Linked DNA regions of Sus scrofa: region 1 is linked to region 2. A link is a contact called in public HiChIP or PLAC-seq data. All regions are on one chromosome and are shown on one strand. Each heading gives the region's core, a stretch centred on a gene start, on an enhancer-like site or on the middle of the called end of the contact. The rest is flanking DNA. Distances are from core to core; before and after follow the strand shown.

Evidence for each region. HiChIP or PLAC-seq counts read pairs in DNA pulled down with a chosen protein or histone mark.
Region 1: an H3K27ac HiChIP or PLAC-seq map of alveolar macrophages shows a contact between it and region 2. The contact joins the promoter of CBX6 here to the promoter of RPS19BP1 in region 2. A contact is called at or near these places in 1 of 47 Hi-C or Micro-C datasets (liver) and 1 of 2 datasets of contacts at active chromatin or transcription factors (alveolar macrophages).

What each region holds. Positions count from the first base shown.
Region 1 is chr5:9,179,273-9,181,972 of Sscrofa11.1, reverse strand. It overlaps CBX6 (chromobox protein homolog 6), which reads right to left and starts at 1,414. Exons shown (of 5, transcript XM_021091475.1): 1 at 1,204-1,414; 2 at 982-1,025; 3 at 749-814; 4 at 540-606. The coding sequence starts at 1,272.
Region 2 is chr5:8,734,045-8,736,744 of Sscrofa11.1, reverse strand. RPS19BP1 (active regulator of SIRT1) reads right to left here and starts at 1,382. Exons shown (of 4, transcript XM_003126008.4): 1 at 1,230-1,382; 2 at 963-1,091. The coding sequence starts at 1,281.

The DNA.
Region 1 (2,700 bases), core at 165-2,664, 450 kb before region 2:
TAAGGTCACAGTCAAGCTGGATCCCTTCGTCAGGAGGGGAGGCATGCAGAACAAACCCTGCGAGAGGGAAGCTGGGGGCAGAGTCGCAGGTGCCCCCTCCCCCAGTACCTCTCCCGGTTTCCTGCCATGTGAGAGAGCACATTCACTCTCGCTGGGTTCTAATTCCTACCGGCTCAAGGCTGGGGGACATGAGGGCTCTCACGTGCAGAAGCGACCTCCTTGCCGCTCCCTCAGGTGGACAGTCCCCACCTGCCTCATCCACCTGCTTCCTGCGGGCCTCCCCAGACCCTGGTCTTGTCAGCGAGGAAGATTCCCCCCCCGCGCCCCCCATTCCCGGGCCCCTCTGCTGAAGCTGGAGCTGGCCAGGGCCTGCTGCCAGGGGCTTGTCGGGGGCTCATAACCACCCCCTGCCCAGCCGGGGCCCCTCTGGAAAGGCCCGCCCAAGCGGGCGGCCGCGGATCTGTCCCGCCCTTGCAGGCCCCGTGTTGCGCCCGGGCTAGGGGGCCCGTGAGGGGGCTGCTGGGGCTGGGCCAGGTTACCTTCAGGAGGAAAGTTTTGGGTTTGGGTCCCCTCTTCTTGGGCCCATACAGCTCACGCTCCCTCTCCCTGCGGCCGAGAAACGCCAGAGGTTAAAAAGAGCCCCCTCCCGGGCCCCACTCCGCGCTGCCCTCCCCGGCTCTCCCGCTTCCCCGCGCGGCGCCCCAGCCGAGTCTCGGCCCCGCCGCCCCTGCCAGCTTCCTAAACTCACTTCTGCTCGAAGGCTGCAATGAGCCGCGAGTCCAGGATGTTCTCCTCGGGCTCCCAAGTGCTGTACCTGCCGTGTTACACATGCACAAAATAAAAAGAAAACCAGAGAGGCTGAGGCACATGCCAGGGAGCAGATGAGCGCACCCCCCCGCCAAGGAAGGAAAAAAAAAAAAAAAAAGGCCCCAGTGTCCGTTGCCTTCCTTCCCCCTCGCCCCTGGATCCGGTGACACTCACTTGATGGCCCACCCCTTCCATTTCACCAGGTACTCGATGCGTCCCTGAAAAACAGAGAAGAAAAAAGGGGGGAGTGGGGTGGGGAGGATGCAGGGACGCGAGGAGGCGGCGGCGCGGGGGTGGGCGAGAGAGCCCGGGCTAGCGGGACCGCTTCGCCCCGTTGGCCCGCAAAACGGGACACCGGCTGCAGGGCTAGGTGTCCCACCCAGGGAGGCAGCTCACCTTTCGGATCCGCCGTTTGATGATGGATTCGGCCGCGAAGACCCGCTCGCCCACTGCAGACAGCTCCATCTTGCTCAGCGGCACCCACAGCCCATAATACTCCCTGCTCCCGCGGCCGGTGCTACACCGCTCGCGCACGCGCCGCAGCGCATAGGCCCGGCGGGCGGGCGCGCGGCGGGGCGCGCACTCGCGTTCCAGCTGCGGGCCGTCACGTGACCCTCCGGACTGGCGCGCCGTTGCCAGGACCTCCTCCTCCCCCGGGGCGGTTGCTAGGGAAAGTGAGCGCACGCGGGGCGGGGGCGCGCACTGGTTCTTAAAGGGGCCTTGCCTGGCTAGGGGAGCCGGGGCCCAGAGCCCCGGAGATGCTTGCCCTGTAAGAAGCCGGGTCCCGCGCAGTGCAGTCTTACAAACACTTTCTCATTCTCCTCTCCATCTTCCGGACCCTCTGTAGCTGACAATTTCTCCCTCCTTTAAACCCTCCCTTGCAAATCTCTCCTGGCTCGGAGGGGGAAGGGCGGTGGAATCTCTGCTGCTGCTGCTCATCCTCCCAGCAGAAGTTTGCAAACAGTTAAATATGATACAGCAGAAATGCATTTGCTGTTGCTTTGCCAGGCCCTGCGGGAATTTCTTTAAAACACTGCCCCCCAACCCCTTATCCATTATTTATGTATTCGTGGGAGTGTGGTTTTGTAACCAGTTCAGATGAATTAAAACAAAAACGCCACCGCAGGAAGCGGGGGAGGTGGTGAATTGAGGCCAAGGGAGGCCGGGGTGATCGTATACATCTGTTTTTCGGCCGGGGTCTTGGGCGCGGCACCTGCCTTCACCCAGGAGGTCCGGGTGAAGACGCAACGGTGAAGATGTGGCGGTGGGGAGGATGGGGGTGGGGAGCGAGGCCGTGGGAGGACAACGGGCTCCCCACATACCAGATTGGGCCCGAATCAGGTCATCCTTGGGTCATTCGGCAGAAGCCGCTCTCTCGGCCTCCTCCGTATGCTTTCTGATTCCCAGGCCCCCTGACCGCGTCACCCTCCTGCCGCCTGCAGTTCGTCTGCTGGTTCCGCCATTGCTCGCCGGAGACCAGAGCCCAGCTTCCTATTTGGGAGAGGGTGCCGGGAGACCTGGGTTGTCCTGGAATGGACGCAGAGTAGCCCTGCCACACATAACGCTCCGTTTCTTTTATTTTGAATTATTTCAACTTTATTTTATGGGGTCACACCAACAGTCCTGTTCTTTGTAAATTTCTTGAAAGTACAACAAAAAGCAGCTATCTATAATCTCCATCAAATCATTAACCTCTTCAAGAATCTTCTTCCAGCCTCCGTCGTGTGCCTATATAAACACACGTATATATGCACATATCTACATTGTGTGTATATCTATGGTATAGACATATTACTTAAATTCTTTCTCATTAGCACAGTGGGATCATAACAGTCACACTAGATGGAATCCACTTTTCTCCCTTAATGGCATGAAATGAACTCTTTCAGTGTC
Region 2 (2,700 bases), core at 133-2,632:
ATGCGCCCTGGGGATTCAAAGATACCCTAGGAGCTGATGAAATCCTGCCACAAGTCAAAACACCCTACCATCCAGTCCACACCTGCCCCTCTTAAGTCTGTACAGTGGCACCACATTGCCCAAGATGCTCTCCTAGAAACAGGGCTCCATTCCCGCTGGATCTCCTTCCCCCTCCATCCTCACAGCCAGTTCACTGAGGCCATCAAGGCTCCCTCTTCACTGCATCAGCCACCTGCACAATTCTGTTATCTCTGCACCACCACCACCACCCAGGCCACAGCACCTCCTAGTTGAATGACGTAGGTGAGAGCAGGGCTCTGGAAACACACTGCCTGGTTTCTACCTGTACCATCTGGGCAGGTGCCTGTTTCTGCACCTGTACAATGGGGTAATAACAGCACCGACGGCACAGGGTTGCTGTGAGAGATGAAATCAGTGAATATTTGTACGAGACTTAGAAAAGCACCGGGCGCAAGGAGTTTTAATTTTTATTAAATGCTCCGTCTCTGACCCTCGTTCACTGTACGTTGCCTTTAACCAGGTTTCTTTTAAATTTTCAAAGGCAACGAATTTCTTTCGGACTTTGTAGATGCCATTCTCCTGGATTACTCCTCCCCTAGCTCACTCTTATACTTCAGGTCTGGGCTTAAATGTTGCTTCCTTAGAAAAGCCTGATTTGGCCCTGAAGTCCTTCTCAAAGCACGAAAGTCTTACTGCACAGACTTCATCACCGCAACTATATGCTGATTTTGAAACTCTATGATGCTTCTCTCCCCGTTTGAGGGCTGAGACGGTGATGTGTTCACCTCCGCGTTCCTAGGGCCCCGTCCTGCGCCCGTCGCACAGGTGTTCTAGAAATGTCTGGGGAACCTTTCAAGCCCTGACTCAAGTGCCCCCTCCTCCAGGGCACAGGCCCCTATCCCAGGAGCAGCACGTCCCGTCCCGTCCACTCCCAAACTCACCCAGCGCCGACTTGGGAACCTTTCCCTTGGCCGAGTTCCGCAGTTTCTGGGCCTGGGTCGCCTTTGCCTTCCGGGTCCGTTTCTTTGGAGCCTGGCTAGGCTTAGTCTGGCCTGGCGCGGCCTCGGGGGCTGTAACGGGCACAGAGAAAGGCACGGACCCGGGTCGGAGGGCGCTCAGGGCTCCCATCCCACCGAGGCTAAGCCCGGCCTGGATCGTTCCGCACCCCGCAAGCTCCATCCCCAGTCCCTCCCACCTTCCCTCCTCACCTTCGGGAACCCCCAAAAGCTCCAAGCCCCGCCGCAGCAAGGCCGCCGACATAATTGCACTTAGCCCCGCCCACACGCCTCAAGTACTTCCGCCCTGGACACCCCTGTTTTCTCGGCGGAAACCAGAGCGAGAACAGAAGGTTCCGCAGAGGAAGTGCGTTAGGACGCATGCGTTATACTTACCACTGGGCGGGAAGGGGGCGGGATATGGAGGTGGGGCCAACACACGAAGGACACATTTGTCGTCCAATCCCAATCCAACCAACCCTTTGCGAGCCAGGCCACACCTTCTCCAGGAAGCCGTCTACCCCTAGCCCAGCCCAGCAGAGTTTGGTAGGTTAAGCCTCTCGGTTCTGGCTGCTCCGTCAAGGGCGAGGCCGGGGGCAGGGCGGAGTGGTAATATTCTCAATTTTTATGAAAAAGGAGAATGCATTTTTTGAAGTATTTTTAAATGCAATTCAACCAGAGCAACGTATCGCACAGATAGAGTTCGCCTTAACGGCTGTCTTCTTTAAACCGGACATTAAAGGCATTTTCAAGAATGCAAAACATATAAGTGTTTTCCCACTATTTTGTTGTTTTGTAAAATACAGTTGATTTCATTAAAATATGTCACTTAGGGAATTTCCGTTGTGGCTCAGCGGTAATGAACCCGGATAGTATCCATGAGGACGCGGGTTTGATCCCTGGCTTCGCTCAGTGGATTAAGGATCCAGCATTGCCAGTGAAATGCGGTGTAGGCTGAAGACGCCACCTGGATCTGGCATTGCTGTGGCTGTGGTGTAGGCGGGCGACTACAGCTTTGATTGACCCCTAGCCTGGGAATTTCCATCTGCCCCGCGTGCGGCCCTAAAGAGACCCCCCCCCCAAAAAAAAACCCCAAAACAAAACAAAACAAAATTCTCTTATATTAATAAGTAGGCTTGTCATATTAAACCAATTAATAAATATTTTATAAATTCTCTGTTTTAGTTTCTTACATGGTAACTGTCGTTATGTATTTACACATAAAATAGCTCTTTGGGATTCTGAATTTTTCTAAGCATAAAGAAGTTCTTATACCAAATAATTTGAGAACGTCTGGCTTAGAAGTTCTTGCTGTGTGGAGGAATCCTGTCTGGTTCCCTGCTCCATCTGCAGATCCTGGCCTAGTACCTGGCATGCAGAAGACAATAAATGAGTGAGGAATGAGGACGAACCACTGAATTCATTGTACAAACATGTTCTGAGGGCCTCTTGCATACCTGACACTGTCGAGTGTAGGTCACAGAGATGACTCAGTTGGTCCTTTTTTTTTTTTAGGGCTGAGCCTGTGGCACATGGAGGTTCCCAGGCTAGAGGTCAAATCGGAGCTGTAGCTGCCAGTCTATGCCACAGCCACAGCAATGCCAGATCTGAGCCGTGTCTGTGACCCACAACACAGCTCATGGCAACGTCGGATCCTTAACCCACTGAGGGAGGCCAGGGAATG